7 separate regions of the Mus musculus genome follow, and regions 1, 2, 3, 4, 5 and 7 are each linked to region 6. Evidence: chromatin contacts called from public Hi-C, HiChIP or PLAC-seq and promoter capture Hi-C data. All regions are on one chromosome and are shown on one strand. The core of a region is the stretch at or near the end of the contact, and the rest is flanking DNA. Distances in the headings are between cores, read along the strand shown.

Region 1 (2,700 bases), core at 187-2,686, 680 kb before region 6:
AATACTTCAAAAGGTCCTAAGATTAATTAGTAAACTAGTTACTAACTAGTAACTACCTACTTAGTTAAATAAATATTTATACACAGTATATATAAACTTGGGTATAAAAATTAAAAGACCACTACAACCAAGGAATTTGTCCTTTGGATGACCGGGTCCCGATGATATTATTTTCTGGCCCAGGGTCTCCATGAGCTTCCTGAGTGCTGTGTACAGGTGTGCACCTGCTGTCCAGCCTGATCACTGCTTCTGACTGAGCTGTCTCTGAAATACTGTCCAAGTTCACACACGATTTCTACAAAAGTCAATATTCACTAATGGGTTCTTGTGTTTTTATTCTGTAACCACTGGACCTGTAAGCTGTTGCTTACACTGGACCAGTGTTAAAGGTTAAACTACATAGTTTTAAAAGTCTTCTGTATACTGGCAACATAGCTTAATAGGTAAGAGTGCTTGCCTGCTGGTAAGCTTGCTGACCCATGCTCCGTCCCCAGAACCACATGGATGAAGTGGGAACTGACTCCAACTCCTCCGAGTTGTTCTCTGTCCTCCATAGGTGCACCAAGGCAAAGCAGCGTGCTCACACTACACATGTACACATACAAAAATTTAAAACTCTTTCCATATGTTCACGAGTTCTATCAACTTAACCCAACACAACAGGTTCCAGGATGTGAATGTGGGCGCACATGTGTATATATCAAGTACTGTTAAGCACATCGTGTTACAGAAGGTCATTGCCTTAAATGTGATGCAAAATGGCACCCAACCTTAAACCATTTTGGAATTTCAAATCTTGAAAGAACAGCCACTCTATGTGGGATAAGATTGTACGCATACTGACTTTTTTCAGTACTTATTTTTAATTATGTGTATGTGTGTCCATGTGGTGCTATGAGCACATGTGCATACAGTGCCTGTGGAGGCCAGAGGAGGGCCCTGGAGCTACAGGCAGGTGTGTGTGGGCCTAGTGATCTGGGCACTGGGAACCAACCTCAGGTCCTCTGCTAGAGCCATAAACGCTCCTAACTATTGAGCCATTTCCCCAGCCCATAGATGTAAAATCGTATCACTGATTTTCTACTCCCTTTATCTGGTGAGCAGCTGAACCTCTATTTTAAGAGGTTGCTCTTTGTGAAACATACAGGGCAGTGAGTTTTCTTTTTCTTTTTTTTTTAATCTTTACTTTTATTTTATGTGTATGGGTATTTTGCCTGCATGTATGTCTGTGCACCATGTAGATGCAATATTGTGGAGGCATCAGATCCCCTAGGACTGGAGCTATAGACAGTTAAGATCCACCATGTGGGTTCTGGGAATTAAACCAGGTCCTGTTAGAAGAGCAGCAGTGCTCTTAACAGTTGGGCCATCTCTCCAGACCCAGCAATAGCTTTTCCAAATTGTTGGCCCTGAATAGACTTGCAAGGCAAGGCACACCCAGCTTTAGTCCCAGTACCTCGAAGGCTAAGAGGCAGATCTCAGAGGACTAGCCTGGTCTACATACTAAGTTCCAGTCTCAAAAACAACCGAACAAACCAAACCTGTCAGCTATACCTTATACTGCAGTCTTCCTACTTAGGACTTTGTCACTCAGAAGACAACCTCCCTGATTTCCTCCCTATGCGAAGCTGAGTGTCACTCTCGTACTCATCTAATCAAGTTGAAGCTACAGCTAGCCCTTGCCTCCTAGCACCGGCTTGGTCACTGCTTCCTCAGACAGGGCACTGTAAACATTCTAGTTCACAACTGTGGGGAGGAATCCTGTGTACATAAGGGTTAGCCATGCCCAGTAGCACATCCCCATCTCAGTCCCAAAATTAAAAAAAAAACCTTTCTAGACATTGCCAAATGTCCTCTGCAAGCAAGATAAATCACCTGGCTGAGAATCGGCTTTACAGATTTATGTACTGTAGTCATTTCTGCATCTGGGCAAAGGGGCAGGAGTGGGCGATATTTCTACAATAAAGGAAACCATCTGATCAAATGTGGCTTTTAGCTGGGCATTGGTGGCGCACGCCTTTAATCCCAGCACTTGGGAGGCAGAGGCAGGTAGATTTCTGAGTTCAAGGCCAGCCTGGTCTACAGAGTGAGTTCCAGAACAGCCAGGGCTACACAGAGAAACCCTGTCTCAAAAAAAACAAAAAAAACCAAAACAACAACAAAAAAAAAATGTGGCTTTTAATGGGAACAGTAACACCTCAAGATTTACTCAAGTGTGTATTTATGACGACTGCACTCCATCGGCCAACAGGTTGACAAATCTAACACATCCTGAAATATTCATAGCAAGATTTTGCTACATTGTTATTTATTTAGTATTTTATGCACTCCAAAATATACTTTACATGTGACATTAAAAGTTATATTGGAAGCCTGGCATGGTGGCACACGCCTTTAATCCCAGCACTCGGGAGGCAAAGGAAGGTGGATTTCTGAGTTCGAGGCCAGCCTGTTCTACACAGTGAGTTCCAGGACAGCCAGGGCTACACAGAGAAACCCTGTCTCGAAAAAACAAAACAAAAAACAAAAAACAAAAAGAAAAAAAGTTATATTGGGCTGGAGAGATGGCTCAGCGGTTAAGAGCATTGACTGTTCTTCCGCAGGTCCCGAGTTCAAATCCCAGCAACCACACGGTGGCTCACAACTATCCGTAATGAGATCTGATGCTCTCTTCTGGGGTGTCTGAAGACAGCTATAGTG
Region 2 (2,700 bases), core at 5-2,504, 720 kb after region 6:
AATTCCAGGGAGTTCACCACTCAGCATGAAGAACAGAGTTTAACCTCCAGCACATACATGTAAAACAGTGGTTTATAGCTGCAGTACTAAGGAAGCAGAAATAAAAGGATTCGTAGGGCTTTCAGGCTGACAGAGAGCTCACGTCCCAGTGAGACATTCTTTTTGAAAAAGGGTTTCTCTGTATAACAGCCATGGCTTTATACAGAAACTTGTTTTGTAGACCAGGCTGGCCTCAAACTTAGATATTCACCTGCCTTTGCCTCCCAAGTGTTAGCACTTAAGAGGCAGAAGCAGGTGAACCTCTTTAATTCATAAAATCCACCTGACTCTGCCTTCCCAGTGCCTTCCTAGATAAAAGGTATACGGTGACAGCAAGCCCAGCTAAGTTTTCCTAATCTTTTGAAAGTTTAGATTGAGGAGCAATGGTGGCACGTCCTAGCACTCATAAGGCTGAGACACGGGAATCTCTGTGAGTTCGAGGCCAGCCTGGTGAGTTCCAGAACAGCTAAAGTTACAGAGAAACCCTATCCCGAAAAACAAAACCAAAAACCAAACAAAGGTGGATAGTTCCTGAGTAATGGACTCCAGAGGGTAACCTCTGGTCTCCTCTATGATTCCCTGAACACACAGTAACACATTTGATACAAAGTGAAGGAAGATAAATTCCTGGATTGGAGGTATTACAACATAATTCCTCCACCGCATATAGTCTATTCCTTGATTTTCCTCCCTAAAAATCGAGGAAGTCCGGACAAAACCGGGTAGAAGAGTTGAGGATTTAACTCGCTGGTAGAGCGTTAAGCGTTAAGGTTCCCGGTTCAATCCCCAGCATCGAACTGGGTGGGTGTGGGAAGGGTGGAGGGTGCAGACATAAATAAGGACAGGTAGAGGAGGAAGAAACTACAGCGACAGGAAAATGGAGTCTGAGCACGATCGCAGCTCGCTCTTCTTGTTTCCCTCCCTGGAAGATGGTCCCCCGCACACCACGTGGACAAAGGGACATTTTCTCCGTTTCAGGGCAGTGGCAAAGGACCCAGAGCTAGATTGCTCTTTCTCCAAGTAAAAAAGAGGCCGACACCGGCAGCCGTTAGAGCGTCCACCGCTCCGTTGGGTGGAAGGCACGGCGGGGGCGGAGTCAGTGCCTGGCGGGGCTTTGCCCCGGGCCCGGGCCGGAGGTCCCGCCCCCTCGCCGGAGAAGCCGCGCTGCCCGCCCTCGCAGCCCGGGCCTAGGCGTGTCTCCACGGGCGCACGGCATGCTGGGAAGGTGCCCGGGCGGCGGCCATTTTGTCTTCTCGGCTCCTCTCTGGAAGAGGCTTTTCGAGCTTGAGAGTGGGCCGAGGGGGCTTGGTTCGGCGGCCGGGCGGCTGGTGGGGTTTTTTATCGGGTGGGTGCTAGGGCTGGCGTGAGCAGCCGCCCGGAGGAAGCACCATGATTTCTGCCGCGCAGTTGCTGGATGAGTTAATGGGCCGGGACCGAAACCTCGCCCCGGATGAGAAGCGCAGCAACGTGCGCTGGGACCACGAGAGCGTAAGTCCCGTGGGCCTCGGGCCTGTGCCCCGGGGACTGGGGGAGGGGGAGCTGAAGGGACCCGAGGGCGGGCCGAGGCTGGCCCGAGCGGGGTGCGGCGCGATTTGGGGGGACCTGGCCGCGCCGACTGAAGCACCTGACGGCGGAGGGAGGCGGGCGTGCGGCCCAGGACGGAGGGAGGATTCCGCGCCAATCCGGGGGATAGCGGCGTTTGTTGTTGTGTGGAGGAAGTCCGGGATGGCGCTTGGCTGGGCAGAAGAAGAAGCACCTTGGTGAGGCCGAGAAACGCGGGAAAAGGAAGAAGGAAGGGCTCGCTTGATTCCACCAGAGCTCCGGGGTTTTACCGTATGAATAAGAAAGCAGGCTTCCGTTATTTGGGTGCAGTCTGTCTGTCTGTCTGTCTGTCTATCTATCTATCTATCTATCTATCTAGAGTGTGTGAGTGTGTGTGTGTGTGTGTGTGTGTGTGTGTGTGTGAGAGAGTCGGGAGTCATATAGATAGATAGCCTGACTCCCGACCAGTATTCGTGGGGAAGGACATCGTAGCAGTGCATTGCTTAGGAGTGCTGCCATTTGGACACTTCTGTGAGAAGGTAGACAGTTGAAAGACGGAACGAGGTACAGTTTTATCATGAACAGTTTTTTGCTAATGCGGTTTGATGGCCGTTTGACGCGTGCTTGATGGCCGTAGTAGACCCTCAGCTAGGCAGTTGTGAAGGTTTTTGTTTTCACATAAACTCATTCGGTCCTTTTACTCTCTTAGAAAGGTTAACTATAACTCCTGGGTCGCAGGTGAGGCTAAAGCCTCTCTCTCTCTCTCTCTCTCTCTCTCTCTCTCTCTCTCTCTCTCGGTCTCTTGGTGATCGGGAAAGCTAAATCTAATTTTTGTAGCACTGTTGAGGTTGCACTGTTCTTCGTGCATATACTGTACTGTATTTCAAGTACTTTTTATCTAGTTTTGTACGTGGAGCACACTGTCTTAGATCTGAACTGGAGAGTGGGTACACTTGATTTTACCTTGCAGTTATAATCAAACAGCAGTTTTAAATCACTTGATAAAATATGAGAAAATGGCTCAACAAAAGCTTTGTTTTGTTTCTGTTTTTGAGGCAGTGTTTTACTCTGTAAGCAGGTGGTTCTCGAACTTGAAATCCTCACTCCGCTTCCAGAGTG
Region 3 (2,700 bases), core at 190-2,689, 630 kb before region 6:
AGATGGCAAAGCGGTTAAGAGCACTGACTGCTCTTCCAGAGGTCCTGATTTCAATTCCCAGCAACCACATGGTGGCTCACAACCATCTGTAATGGGATTCAATGCCCTCTGCTGGTGGGTCTGAAGACAGCGACAGTGTACTCATATAAATAAAATAAATAAATCTTTTTTTTTTTTTAAAAGGAATGACACATGGGCTATGCAGATCAACAGAAACTATGCAGAAAGCTCTTCCGCGCCTCACCATTATACAAAGCAGAGTTCACCACGCCTCCTGCAACTGCCAACGCCAGGCCGAACTTTCCAATGGACTCAAACACTTTGGCAGCCATGACTCCTTCTGTTGCTTCCACTCACACCTAAACACGGGGTAAACATAAAACACTTTGACACCAGATTCTCAGAGAAAGCCCGCTCTGAGGCACAGAGTTCATGTCTCAACATACATTTTCATATGTCTACACCTGTGGGCCCAAACTCACTCACTGAACGCCCCATAACACTGACCACCTTGCAAACTGTAGATCATGTCTGCGTTTGTGGACGTGTTTCTTTACAACCATTCAGAGAAAGAGTCTGCGACACTTGGCTCAGCGTAGGAACGGTGCTTTGTACCCACGAGGAACTTAGTACACAGAAAAACCACACTCCCTTTTCCTAGACCAATAGGCCACAAGCGAGACCGGTGCTACACGGCTGAAGCCAACAACAAAAAGGGCAATTTCTGTTAACATTTAAGTTACACGGTCTCCGACAGCCTTGTTTAACCTTCAGTTACTTTATGAAGGTTATGACTGCTGAAGTGCATAGAGAGGTTATACTCTTAAGTAGTAGAACCAGGGTTAGAATGAGAAGACCGAATTCTAGAAGACATTGTAGAACTCCTCCCCATACCAGTTAATAGGAAAGCAGGGGCTGGCAGGGGTGCAGCGAGGCAGAGCGGTGAAGGACTGGAGGTGGGGCTGCGGCGGGACGGGTGGGGGCACGTAGCTGACAAACTAGAAACCAGTTAGCCTTGAACTTTTTAATGTCCCGCCCCTGCGTCACCCTTGGTACAATCCTCAAACTCGCCCTCCCCTTTCTCAGACTTCAACTGCTTGTGTATCGGGATTTCTCCATGCACATTTATCCTCTGTCTCTGACATCCAGCTCTTTTTACTCCACCAGCTTCTGGATTTTTCCTCATCCTGTCCCCTCCCCTTGCACATTCCTAACTCCTTCTGGACCGAGATTTCCCCCTTCTCCACTAGGCGTACCCACACATGCATCCCATGCCCTCATTGTACATAGGAAAGCAGAGGCAGGCTACAGGGACATAGGACCAGAGGCCTCTACCGCTCCTACCACGCTTACCTGCTTTCACTCTGACCTCCACATGAATTCCCCAGCTCCGGATACTGCGCGTGCGCCAGGCAGCTCCTCCCCCCCCCCCGACCCCCGCCTCTTCAAGATCCGACCCTTCAATTGGTGAAGCCGAGCGACGTGCATTCTGGGAAACGTGTTTTGCAGTCTTCCGCGGGCTCTGTGGCTTTAATGAGGTCAACTACAACTCCCAAAAGATCATGCAGCAACGGGCTCTTTCAGGAAACCCGTTTCTGACTGGTGAGAACGGATGGGATGTTGCCGCAAAGCCTTTCGGGAGTTGTAGTTCCTTGGTAATATATGCACGTGCCTATTCCTCAAGGAGGTGGTTCCAGAAGCCGGAAGCAGACTGGATCGGAAAGGAGTTGGGCTTCCACTTGGTAGAGGAAATCACAAGGTGGTGAAGGAATGGGTGGGCATTTTGGATAAAGGTGAGGTAAAATAATTCATGCACTGAGAGACTGCTAGGGAAGTTAAGGACAGCCCTCAGGGACGTAAGATGTTGATCTTCCAAGCCACTCCATAACCTTAAAAACGGCTTAGAAAGAAGAGGAAGGGAGTCGGTCATTCAGGTCTTGCAATACTTCAGTAAAGGCTCTTGATTTAGGGTCTAAATCTCTGGGCATCTTTTTTTCCAAGTTATATTCGAGGAATTGCAAAAAAGGGACGGAGATCATGTGTATGGCTTCTCAAGTTCACCTGTTGTCAACAATTTGCGTATTTGTTGTTGTTTTTGTTCCATCTCCTCGCCTCCCTCCACTTTTCTCTTTCTCCTACTATTCTCTAAGATCAAGGATATCTATCCTCTTACTTTTTGTTTTGTTTTGTTTTTTGTTTTTGTTTGTTTGTTTGTTTTCGAGACAGGGTTTCTCTGTGTAGCCCTAGCTGTCCTGGAACTCACTCTATAGACCAGGCTGGCCTCGAATTCAGAAATCCGCCTGCCTCTGGCTCCCAAGTGCTGGGATTAAAGCGTCCGCCACCACGCCCGGCTACTATCCTTTTACTTAAGTAAATATTATCCATGTCTGCATTCCAATTTTGCCAATTAAGCAAATAGTGACTTTTATAGCATTCCTCTCCATGACACAAATCTAAAATGAAGTAGTTTATTTTTTTGGGCTTGTTGCTCCCGAAATACAAACTCTCCTGAGAATATCTGTAAAGAACATGAAAACCCCTGGCACTGTGGCGCAATGGATAGTGCATTGGACTTCTAAGAAAGACCTGCTCCTTATTCTTAGCTTAACTTTTATTTAAAAGATAAAATGCAATTTTAAATTTGCAATCGGTATTTATTTCTTATTAAAATATAAGAAGCCAGATATACATTTAAAAGAA
Region 4 (2,700 bases), core at 118-2,617, 780 kb before region 6:
GTGGAGAACAGGACAGGACCTTTGAGTTTCTCCCACATGCTAGAGCAGCCAGGAGGCAAACTTTTGGGGGCTGAGGGAAGTCCTTTTCTAGTCTCATCTAAGATCAATGTTTGCAGCCCTGATTCCCTATCACAGCCCCTGCCTGCTCCTTTGATACAAATACTTTTAGGTTAGATCTGTGGGAAGTCGGGGTAGGGGTGTGTGTGTGTGTGTGTGTGTGTGTGCACTAACTTAAGTCTAAGCTTGAAATTCTCCTAATGGGGGAGAGGGTAGAGCCCATAGGAAAGTTTGGGGAGTTTTCCACAAGAAACATGCAGACTGAGAGTGGGGGTGAGCACTTAAAAACTGTCAAGCCCTCTCTGCTTCAAGAATAAGTATGCCCATCACTAGAAATTAGATCTGACAATTAAGCTAGGATTCCTGCCCCCAACACTCGCAACTTCACAAACTCCTTTCTTGTTCATTAACCCGTAATGGGCAAGGGAGGGGGTGCAGAGAGGTCCAGCTTACATCACACAGCATCAGAAATAGGATTAAAACTCAGGGATCTCTACTGCCTCTTGAAGAAATTACCTGAACTCCGGAGGCTCTGTATGTTCCCTGTCCTAGCTAGTCTGCGCCCCGGTGCCAGTGAGGAATCTGGGACTAGGCGTCACCTCTGGGGTCCCCTGCCTGGGGTGGACAAGCAGAGGTGATTCTTACTGGGTAGGGGCAGGGAGATGGCAGCTGCCGGTGGGGTAGCAGGAGAGATATTTTTAGAGGTGACTGGAAAGCAGGCACTCTGGCACACCCCCAGCTGGCGGGCGCTTCGCTCTAATGCGGGCGGGGGGTGCGTAGCTCGGGGAGAAGGAAGGACTTGTGGGTGGCGGGGAGCTATGACAGTCCCCGGAGATGAAGGGACACTGGGTACCATTAACCTGGGAAAGGAGGGGGTTCAGTTCTCTGCCCCTGGGACTACCCCACCACCAAGCACATGAAACACACTCAAACTACACACAGCCCCCACCCCAACATTTAGATCGCGGTCCTCCCGGAGCCCAAGACTCATGCGGGGCAGCAGCGGTCACGCTGTCTGTCCCAGCTGAGTTTGGAGTGGAAGTAGTGGGAAGGGGGCTACTTAAGGGATTTAGGGACAGGATGGAGCAAGGGGTGCTTACGGGATTTGGGGGGTACGCGGTCTTATCCACCCCCGGATTTCTGAGCTCCGGCTCACGAATCCCTCCAGCCCCGAGGGACTGTGGATGATGTGCTTCTGCTCCGTCCCTTCCACCTGCCCCCCATCCTCGGGGCCGCCGCCGCGTCCCCTTTAAATGCCGGGGAGCCAGAGCCCGAGCCGCGGCGGGCGCTGCGGCAGCCGCAGCACCCGGGCCCACCGCAGTCCCCGCACGTCACAAGCGCCCAGCCAATCACCGTGGCGCCGGCGCACATCAAAGGGGCGGGCTGCCCGGGAGCCACGCCTCCGGGCTGTCCCGGAGGCCGCGCGAGCGGCCGTGAGACTGGGCGGGCGGGACGGGTGGAGCGTGGCGCGTCCCGTCCGAGGAGCGTGGGTGCGGGGCACCCTCTGCGTGCGCGTGGGCACGTGCGTGAGTCAGTGTCACACTGCCCGCCTCCTGCTGGGCTCGGCGCCAGGACTCTGCAGGCAGCCCTTCCACCGCCCGGCTTCCCTCCTTGTCGCGGGACAGCCGGGTGACCGGCCCGCCAAGCAGCCCTCCCTCCATGTGCTCCGAGCTCGCCCTCTGCCCTTCCGGGAGGAGTCGCGGCATCCTGCCGAGTCCTCGGAACCCTGTCCCCAAATTACCGGGTACTCGGGCTTGCCGATGGAAAAGCTCTCCCAATCCAGCACCGCCTAAACTCGGAGTTGGAGAACCGACACTTGAGCACTGTGGTGCAAATAAAACCCGCTTTCTCCCAAGTTCCCGCTCTTCCTCTCTGGCGAGCTTTCCCTTCCTTCCCACCCCTCAGAACACTAGATTACGATTAAAAGAGAGGAGGTGAAACCTGCACTTTCTGAACCGGTGCGACGAACCCAGGAGAAAAGACTTGTCCAAGAGTTCGAACACAAGGACACCTCACTTCAGTCACAGAACAGGATCTGTGGGTGAGGAGGTGCACCCTGGCCTGGGTCTACCTTCAACTCTCCTATCATCCTCTAGCTTTGAATACCAGAGCTCCGTGCTTCCACCAGCAGAAGGCAGATTGGCAGAAAAGTTGCCGATACGATGGACCACCCGCCCAAATCTTTGAGGGCGACGTCTCCATTGCCCCTGCTCCCTCTCTAACACGCCAGCGCCCCTTCACCTCTTTCCTGAAGTCCAAGGGCTACCGGTGTTTATTCTACCTAGCTCTACCTAGCGGTGCTCAGGCCCTGGGCCTTTTATCTTGAGTCGGGGTGGGAGGGTGGGTCTCTTATAATTTGTTGCTACCTATTCTAGGCCCGACCCTGAGCTCCTAAATCTCCTGCTTCCATGTCCAATTTGATGGATTAAAGGCCCGAGTCCCCACACCCTGCAATCCCTCCTCTTAAAGAAGCAGTTTCATCTCCACACCCTTCTCAAAGACAGGCTCACACAGCCTTCATCATCTGTGTTGTATCTGTTCTCGGCCCTCCAATGCCCCCCAGACCCCCCCCCCCTTTGAGACAGTTTCCTGTCGCCCAGGCTAGTAATGGGCCTTGCTGTATAGTCCAGAATGACGGTCTAC
Region 5 (2,700 bases), core at 13-2,512, 570 kb after region 6:
GCCAGCACCTCTCCCAGTCCAGTGGTGGAGAAAAGTAACTCCAGGAAGCATTCATCTCTCAGACACTTCTCTTAAGCTATACTGGAATCAAGGGGAGAAACTGAGGCAGGAAGTAGAATTTTGCAGGATGAAGTTGTTAAAGCTCAGCTCTAGGTATCATTCCTTACAACATGCGAGGCCCACAATGGCCTTAGCAGGCTGTTCCCACTTCGGGGCTGCAGGTGATCCAGGCTCTACAGTCTTGGTGCCACGCCTGGAAGCTATGCTTTTCCAGCAGGAAGCCCCTGAAAGGAGTCTCCAACCTTCAGAGAGCACTAGAAGCAGGAGATGACGCTCAGAGCATCAGTGAGAAGACCTGCGGGTTGGGGTTAGGCCAGGGTCAACATCTTAGAAGTGGACCGGGGTTCTGGACCAGCAAAGAGGCTGGTGGGAAACATTTCCAGACCACGCCTACTTCTACCTTTCTAGCTACGCCTATTTTTCCCAAACAGACCCCTTCCAGCCTGAAACACCAGACTCTTCTTCCTTCTCCCCAGTCTGACCCCCAGGTTCAAGCAGAGGATGGGTTATTAACCAGGTGAAGAGTCAGATTTAGCTGTGGGATCCCGGTAACACCCCTAACTCCTGTGATTCCTGTCTCCCTTCTTTTTCAGTTCTGCTTAGACCTAAGTTCTGACTTCTGGCTGCTGTCCAATTTCGGGGTCCTGGACAAAAGATGTCAGAGGCTCGTAGGGCTACCCTAGGACCAGATGCCAAATACTTTGATTTCTCGAGGCTCCCTCCCAGGGGAGTCCCAAAGACCCAAGAGGCCAATAGAAAAGTGGGTTCGGTCTGGACAGTCGTCTGATTGGCCCCAGCCTTCGGGAGCGAACCCGGGGGCAAGAGGAGGGTAGAAAGGCGGTCGTGGTTTTGGGGTGGGAACCGGATTCCAGCTGTGGCTCTCCCCCTGTACCCCCTCCCGCACTGGCACGGCGGCTGACCAATGGAAGGGCGGTTCTGGACCGGTGACGCACGGCGATTGGCTGTGAGATTGGCTGGGGAAAGGCGGGGCCGAGGCTTGAAGTTGGAGTGAGGGATCCAGCTGTGGTGTGCGCCGGGCTCCTCGCCGCCGCTTTCTCTCGTTCTCTCCCTCCGCGTCTCGGCCGGAGGAGGAGGCAGTGGCGCCGGCGACAGCTACGGCAACGGCAGCCACGGCGGCGGCAGCGACATCTCCGCCTCCACCCCCGCCCGGGACGGCCCCCCACGGTCTCCCCGCCCCTCCCGGTCCTCTAGCCCGCCGCGGGGCGGAGGAAGGAGCCAGCCCCCACCCCCTCCAAACCCACCCCCAAAGAGATCCCTCCTCCCCTCCCCCTCCCCCCGCCGTCTCTGGCGTGGAGCCGGGACGATGCTGACCCCTTAGATCCTGCTCCAGCTGCGCCGAGGGAAGAGGGGGCGCCCCTCCCCGGACCCCCGCCCTTCACCGGGTGGCCCCTTTTTTCCTCCTCCTCTCGGGGGCTGCTTCACCGAAGGTAGCGCCCATTCGGGCAACCGGAGCCTGGGCGCGAAGGGAAGAAGCCGGAACAAAGTGAGGGGAAGCCGGCCGGCTAGTCGGGGAGCCCCCGGGAACCCAGGGGAAGCGGGACTCTCGCCAGGCGGGGCTTCCCTGGGACCCGGCGCCCCGCGGGCAGCATGCCCCTGAGGGCAGGGGGAGCTGAGCTGAACTGGCCCTCCTGGGGGCTCAGCAAGCTCTCTAGAGCCCCCCACATGCTCCCCCACCGGGGTCCCCCGGTTGTGTGAGGACACCTCCTCGGAGGGGCTCCGATCGCCCCTCTTCGGACCCCCGGGACCCCAGCTGGCCAGAGGATGGATGAGGAAGAGGATGGAGCGGGCGCCGAGGAGTCGGGACAGCCCCGGAGCTTCACGCAGCTCAACGACCTGTCTGGGGCCGGGGGCCGGCAGGGGCCGGGGTCGACGGAAAAGGACCCGGGCAGCGCGGACTCCGAGGCGGAGGGGCTGCCCTACCCGGCGCTGGCCCCGGTGGTTTTCTTCTACTTGAGCCAGGACAGCCGCCCGCGGAGCTGGTGTCTCCGCACGGTCTGTAACCCATATCCTTCGGGGCACAGCGATGGGCCGGACTAGGGGGGTCCACAGGAGGGCGGGCCGTGTTGCCAGAGGGGACCGTAAGCCAGGTGAGTTGGAGAAGTGAGCCTGGACTGTGAACAGTTGAGTGGGGGACTGTTAAGGAGGGGAGGGGGCGTCCGAGTAGAAGCGGAGACTGGTGGGTACCCCAGACGAGCCCCACCTCCGAATACACACACCTCAGCCTTCCTTGGGCGGGGGTGAGGGGTGGAGGGTTGAAATCCAAGCTAGGAAAAGAGAGGAGAGGTGACCCTCTGGTAAGCATCTGGATGCTCTACAGATGTGGGCAGAGGAGGGTCGTCATCCTCCAGATGTGGGCAGCTTCAGGAGCCTGGGCTTTCTACTCCGCCAGCCCGCCAGCCGCGGGTTAGCGAGCTGGGTTTGGTTTTCGAGTTTGGGGGCAGGGGTGGAGAGGAAGCTGCGGGGACGGAGGAGGGGAGACCGCAATCTCCTGGGGTTTCCTTATGCCCCCGCCCCAAAGTTTGCGGCGGATTCTAGGGTCCAGTCCCCCGATCTAGTAGTCCTGAAGGCTGAGGTTTTTACTGACCTAGCGGGAAACGGGGGGTGGGGGCAGGTCCTGTC
Region 6 (2,700 bases), core at 44-2,543:
TCTATTACTGAGTTACTACCAGCTCAAACCCACCTTCTCTACCTTTTGGAGAAAAGATCTTACTAAATTACCCAGGCTGGACTTAAACTCACACTGCCTCAGGTGGGCCTTGGACAGATCTCCTCCTGCCTCAGCCTCCAAGAGGAGCACCAGGACTTCCTAAAGGCCAAACCTCAATCCTGTCTGTGCTTCACAGGGCCATAGTAAAGGCCGGGAAACCACTGGATAATCAATAGTAATGAACCTAGGAAGGCCCAGAGAGTGGGGCACATACCAAGTTTTACCAAAAGAGGGCGCATGACATTTCTCAGGGAAGAGGCAGGGAACTGCTAGGAAGACTGGGCTGGGCTCCCAAGCCGCTAACCACTAAGATGCCTTAGCTCCTGGGGACTCGCAATAAGGAAGCCAGCGGCACAGACAGTTGCTCGTCTCGGGTTAGGTGCACAGAAGGTTACCTTCTTAGGTGGTTGTGCAAGACGCGCAAGGTTTTATGCTCAGTCAAATGAGCGAGGTAATAATAAAATGGAACTTAACTAAAATTAGCACTGACCATAGCTCCTGCTCCCGCCTCTGCCAGTCCTAAGGGGGTTTGGCTCTGGCTGTTTTTGTTGTTGTTTTCCAAGTACCAGAGATCAATACAGGGCTTCATGCATACTGAGCAAGTGCCATGCCTTCTGAGCTACATTCCCACCCTGATATCGGATCTTTTTCGAAAGAGAGAGAGAGAGAGAGAGAGAGACCTTTTCTTGGGCTTTTTGGATATTTATGGAAGTCAGCGGGTTGCACGCATATAGGATAGCTTAGTATAAGCTCGCATACTGGTTTCGGATTTTGCAAGTGTTCATTCTGGGTCCATCATAGGAGTGAGAAACCACTGTGAGCCCCTATAGCAGAGCAGGTAAGCAGGTTGTCAGGTCAAACAGGTGCCTTTAGGAAAGGGACAGGGCAGGGAAGGGAGGTTTTAAAGAAGGAGACAGGGGAAAGAACCAGGGAAAGTAGAACGTCAAACGAAGGGTTAGCGGGACTCTGGGGAAGAAAGGGTTAACTCGGGGCTGGCCCCCAAGAAGTGTAGTTGGCGACAGGAGGCGGGACTTGAGCACAGCCCAGGAAAACAACAGGCCGTCTCCAGCACCTTCACGGTTAAGGAGGTGGGCCTCGAGGAGAGCCACGTGTCGAAGCGCAAGGCTATTGGTTCTCCCAGAGTTGTTTGTGCGCGCCCATTGGCGACGTCGGGGCGCCGGGACAAGCCGATTGGCTAGGCGTTGGAGGCATCGCCAGGGCAAGGGTAGGGAGGAGGCGGCCGAAGCCCGTCTCCCGGCTAAGCTGGGCCGAGCTGACGGCCGGTGCCAGCGCCTCCAGCCCCGGGACAGCAGCGAGATCCAAGCCCGAGCCGCAGGCGCCGTCGCCATGCGCTGGGTCCGGGCGCTGTTGAAGAATGCGTCCCTGGCAGGGGCACCCAAGTACATCGAGCACTTCAGCAAGTTCTCCCCGTCCCCGTTGTCCATGAAGCAGTTTCTAGACTTCGGTACGGAGTCGGCGTAGGCGGGCACCGGGGGCTGTGGGCGCGGGGAAGGAGACCCTGGCAATGAGAGGTTAACATCGGAGGAAGAGGTCCTGGGTGGTAGGAGGGTTGGCTTGGAAGAGTATGGACAGGAATGGGTAAACGGCGAGGCCAACCTGGCTGCCCACAAAGAGTTAAGAGTGCCCCCTTCACAGTTAACTAAGAATGGGGGCGCGGAGAAAGCGTTGCGAGGGATCGTGGAGAGTAAGAGACAGTGAGGGCATAGGACCCTATCCAGACATGATAGAGTTAGTGGGAGATCCCGGCCACTGAGAGTGGGCAGCCAAGAGTAAACAGGAGACGTGCTGTTGGAGTGCTAAGGAGATTCAGCCATCTGGAAGACCTGTGCTGTGCACGAAGGGCGGGGTACTTCTGAACAGAGCAAGGGAGAAAAGCCAGGGCAGGTGGGAAGGGGGCCCCTTGAAGTAGGAGGTGCTAACAGGGGAACTCCCCTGACTGGTGAGCCTCCACCCACTGCAGCTGCCCACTGGGCAAGGACACTTGAAGATCAAATCTGTTCTGACCTGGCAGCGGTTCCTAGCTGGGCAGAGCCCAACTTACCATGAGGTAGTCAGGTGGCTTTCACCCTCCTATGGCTACCCCTGGGTTTCTGAAGATCACCCACTCGGTGTTCTGAGGGTGGAGGTGGCTTTGGGGCAGGAGAAAGCTTTGCGGAGTGGAGGATGGAGACGTTGTGTGGCCCCCATCTGTCTGCAAGGTATTCCCTGGTGCCAGCTGGTGTAGGGAGTGGACCCAGGTCTCTCAAGAGTTGGCTGTGTCACAGGCAGGAGGACAGGAAGATGGCCGACAGGACTTGGGCACCTGTTTTCCAGGATATGCCTTGTTACTCCCTGTTCAGTTGGAGTTGTGAGCTTTGCTTGTGTAGGAAATCCTCCAGGGCCCACTCCAAGTCCCCGCCAAATGAATGCCACAGCTAGAAGGGACTTGGCCGTAGTTCGGTCCACCTATCTGGGGAAAACTGCTGATGATATACAGTAAGTTACAGAAGCATCGCCTGCTGTTGATCCTAGGTCTCCTGTCTCTAGCTGACACAGCTCATTCCTCTACTGCCTGTTAATCTTGACCCTGGACCAAGGTCCCCATTTGCCTCACAGATGGTCATTAACATGGCCAATTCT
Region 7 (2,700 bases), core at 184-2,683, 540 kb after region 6:
AGCTTCCTCCTGGGAAGATGGTTTGAAAAAAGTCAATAAAGAATCTTTAGGTTCCTACCATTTCCATTTCCATCGTGCCTCTGGGGATGCTGGATCTCAACGGCATCAGGCGAAGGTCTAGGACCTCCTGTATCCCACCTGCTCACATGTGCAGTTCTCAGAGCCACACACACCAGAGAGGTGATGATTAAGGGATAAGCAGAAGAGTTAGTGGGTGGTGGCAGGGCAAGGAATGAAGTCAGGTGACAGGACAAGATGGCCTTTCATAGCAGTTCCCTGCCTCAGGCCTAGACTTTCAGGGCCGTGCTTCCTGAAGCCAACTCAAGTGAGGGACTAGGGAGAGAAGCAGAGATGGCGAGACCTGACTGTCTGAAGGCTTCTACTTCAGCACCCTCCTCATCCTTCAAGATGGCAAAGATGGCACCTGTCAAGCTCTTTAAACCCGGCAGGAACTGGAGCTGAGCTCACACCCACCCCAGATCTGAAGAAACACAAAGGCATAACTCTTTGCTGTACTCCAAGAAACTCTCACAAGTACAGTTTTCCTCTTCCCATTCATTCCCTTTGGGGATCCTTGTCCTAAGCCAGAAGTTAATACTTGAGGCTCTGGTCTGCTAGATCCCTTCCTCCAGTCAACTCATCTGGCCCTGGAACCATTTTTCTGCTATGGGACACTGAAGCAGCAAGGTTGTGGGTTCAAAATCAACCTGAGCTGCATGATGACTCTGAGGCCAGCCTGCGCAATGTCGGGGTGGGGAAGGGAAGGAGGGACCACAACGTTTCAAAACAACAAAAACAGCTTGAAGAATTCCTACTCCTTCCTGGAACAAAGGAATGTGGGACTGTGTAGTAGGTGAAGGGTAACAGCTGGGAAAGCACGCACTGCCTGCTCAGATCATCCCGGGGTTTCTGTTGAAACGACTGTAAACAACTGGTTAGGCTGGGGGTCTCTGGGAGCAGTGGAGGAGTGAGGGAAGCCAGTAGCCAGGGACGCTAGAATTCATACTGAGCTCCCATATGTAAGCATGTAAGCTATGGAACGAGCTTCAGGGCAGGTAGGATCCTCCCGGGAGTTGGAAAGGCAGAGTCCTCAGGCCCCTTGGAGAGGCTGGGGAAGCCAGCTGGGAGTAGGTAAAGACCAGCCCCAGGGAATGTTCTGTCTTCTGCTTTAATGTCGTCCGGCTAGGAGGGTTAAGGCTTGGGATAGGTATTGGAGTGGCCTCCATTCCCACCCTCACCTACTTCTAGCAGAGGAGGTAGGGGAAAGGTTAACTCACTTGAAGGGTAGGAGTGGATGAACTCCAGCTCTGTAAACCTCTGGGGTCACCGGCTGACAAACAGGCCAGCCTCCTCCCCTGAAGGCACCGCCCGGCAGACAGCAGGAAGGGGTTAAACACGCCCGCCCGCCCGTCATCCTGTGTCCTGTTACTGCTGAGGCAGACCTGCCTGGCCAGCTGAACAACTTTCCTCCCGAGAGTGCTGGCCGGCAGGAGTCGAGGAGGCAGCCGCGAGAGTCTGAGCGGCCACCCGCTGGGGGGACCCTGCGGTCCTTCCGAGAGAGAGCTCTGTGCCTTTCGGTCCAAGGTAGAGCTCCCGCGACCAGGGTTTATGGTGGATGGCTCTGGGGCTGCTCCTGAAGCTGTGCCATCCCCATACAAGTCAGAGGGTCACTGCAGAGGCTGCGGGGGCTGGGGCGAGGGAGCCCACTCTGGAGGTAAGCTCCCTCCCGCGCCGCGGTGGCGCCCTGCATGAAGGCGGGGTTGGGGGGTGGGGGTGGGGGCTAGAGTGGGCTCAGGACTTAGTCTCTTTCCCAACCTCTAGAGAGTAAGGCAAGGGCTGTGGAGTACCGGGAGGCTTCTAACCTGCAACTTCTCTACCTTCCTGTTACCCCCAGAAAAGGGGCGCAGGGCCATCTGGAGATTCCTGATAGCGTTTCTCCCAGATCCTGGCACATCTCTGTATTTACACCTTTAACCTCAGAATGACCCTTTAGTCCACTGCTCCCTGGGACACAGCCAACTCAGGTCTGATGAAGCCACACAACCTAGGGCTAGGGAATATCCAGTCCCCCATTCCCTGAGCAGCAGGAAGGACACTGCCACTCCCCCATTGCTTACTCTGGAGCTGATGGGGACAGAAGATGGGGAGGGGTGCTGGCTGATGGGGTGCACACAGACTTTGTCAAATTCCCGTGCATGTGATTGGTTCTTTCCATCTCTCTGAACCTCCACCCTGGGGATGCCATCTGCTTCTTCAGTGCTGACTTTTAGGAATCTCTCCATCCCCCACTCTGGCACCCTTCTGGATTTGTGTCCTGAGAGATCCCACTGCTCCGAATCTCTTTGGGAACCTGTGTGTAGGTGGGAGTCTACACTCTAGCCCCCCCCGCCCCCCCCCCACTTCCTGACTAGCCTGTGCACTCCGCTGGAGTACCCTCCTGCCTTCTTTCCATTTCTGAAGCAGCCTCCCCAGGTCCTGGCTTCTCAATGTCCTTCCCTCCACCTGGCAGGGTCTGGCTCAAGGTCACTGCAGTAATTCCATACCGGCTGCCCAGGGCTGCCGTTGCCGCTGCCGCAGCTGGGTTTGTGTTTCACTCCCTTTTATTCCCGGGCATATTGTGTTCGATAAAACCTTCTGCTTGTAACACCGCTGGCAGGGCTCCCAGCCGCGCCCGCCTCCCGCCTTCCTTCCCTCTCAACT

Evidence for each region. Promoter capture Hi-C pulls out the DNA fragments that hold promoters and counts their contacts. Hi-C and Micro-C count contacts between places; a contact is called where the count stands out from the background. HiChIP or PLAC-seq counts read pairs in DNA pulled down with a chosen protein or histone mark. Capture Hi-C pulls out chosen DNA fragments and counts their contacts.
Region 1: a promoter capture Hi-C map of liver shows a contact between it and region 6, with 3 times the contacts expected there. The contact joins the promoter of B130006D01Rik here to the promoter of Pdk2 in region 6. A contact is called at or near these places in 3 of 39 promoter capture datasets (hippocampal neurons, liver and pre-B cells) and 1 of 9 other capture datasets (adipose tissue).
Region 2: a promoter capture Hi-C map of liver shows a contact between it and region 6, with 2.6 times the contacts expected there. The contact joins the promoter of Luc7l3 here to the promoter of Pdk2 in region 6.
Region 3: a Hi-C map of granulocyte-monocyte progenitors shows a contact between it and region 6, with 3 times the contacts expected there. The contact joins the promoter of Phb here to the promoter of Pdk2 in region 6. A contact is called at or near these places in 1 of 39 promoter capture datasets (pre-B cells), 2 of 484 Hi-C or Micro-C datasets (CD8 T cells and granulocyte-monocyte progenitors), 4 of 115 datasets of contacts at active chromatin or transcription factors (bone marrow-derived macrophages, embryonic stem cells, fibro-adipogenic progenitors and 1 more) and 1 of 9 other capture datasets (pancreatic islet).
Region 4: a contact with region 6 is called in a promoter capture Hi-C map of liver, with 2.4 times the contacts expected there. The contact joins the promoter of Phospho1 here to the promoter of Pdk2 in region 6. A contact is called at or near these places in 2 of 39 promoter capture datasets (liver and pre-B cells) and 1 of 115 datasets of contacts at active chromatin or transcription factors (pancreatic cancer cells).
Region 5: a contact with region 6 is called in an H3K27ac HiChIP or PLAC-seq map of microglia, with 4 times the contacts expected there. The contact joins the promoter of Cacna1g here to the promoter of Pdk2 in region 6. A contact is called at or near these places in 2 of 115 datasets of contacts at active chromatin or transcription factors (microglia and pancreatic cancer cells).
Region 7: a promoter capture Hi-C map of liver shows a contact between it and region 6. The contact joins the promoter of Epn3 here to the promoter of Pdk2 in region 6. A contact is called at or near these places in 1 of 115 datasets of contacts at active chromatin or transcription factors (pancreatic cancer cells) and 1 of 9 other capture datasets (liver).

What each region holds. Positions count from the first base shown.
Region 1 is chr11:95,722,322-95,725,021 of GRCm38.p6, reverse strand. B130006D01Rik (RIKEN cDNA B130006D01 gene) reads right to left here and starts at 1,436. Exons shown (of 1, transcript NR_028263.1): 1 at 1-1,436.
Region 2 is chr11:94,320,517-94,323,216 of GRCm38.p6, reverse strand. It overlaps Luc7l3 (LUC7-like 3 (S. cerevisiae)), which reads left to right and starts at 1,254. Exons shown (of 10, transcript NM_001361574.1): 1 at 1,254-1,527. The coding sequence starts at 1,429.
Region 3 is chr11:95,665,696-95,668,395 of GRCm38.p6, reverse strand. It overlaps Phb (prohibitin), which reads right to left and starts at 1,439. Exons shown (of 7, transcript NM_008831.4): 1 at 1,354-1,439; 2 at 245-359. The coding sequence starts at 332.
Region 4 is chr11:95,823,167-95,825,866 of GRCm38.p6, reverse strand. It overlaps Phospho1 (phosphatase, orphan 1), which reads right to left and starts at 1,367. Exons shown (of 3, transcript NM_153104.3): 1 at 1,158-1,367. It overlaps Gm38958 (predicted gene, 38958), which reads left to right and starts at 1,456. Exons shown (of 1, transcript NR_164195.1): 1 at 1,456-1,912.
Region 5 is chr11:94,472,760-94,475,459 of GRCm38.p6, reverse strand. Cacna1g (calcium channel, voltage-dependent, T type, alpha 1G subunit) reads left to right here and starts at 1,262. Exons shown (of 35, transcript NM_001177888.1): 1 at 1,262-2,084. The coding sequence starts at 1,843.
Region 6 is chr11:95,039,964-95,042,663 of GRCm38.p6, reverse strand. Pdk2 (pyruvate dehydrogenase kinase, isoenzyme 2) reads left to right here and starts at 1,293. Exons shown (of 11, transcript NM_133667.2): 1 at 1,293-1,525. The coding sequence starts at 1,408.
Region 7 is chr11:94,498,707-94,501,406 of GRCm38.p6, reverse strand. It overlaps Epn3 (epsin 3), which reads left to right and starts at 1,433. Exons shown (of 10, transcript NM_027984.3): 1 at 1,433-1,714. It overlaps Gm51873 (a long non-coding RNA gene), which reads right to left and starts at 2,367. Exons shown (of 2, transcript XR_003949592.1): 1 at 1,278-2,367; 2 at 1-9. Mycbpap (MYCBP associated protein) reads left to right here. Exons shown (of 19, transcript NM_170671.2): 19 at 1-60.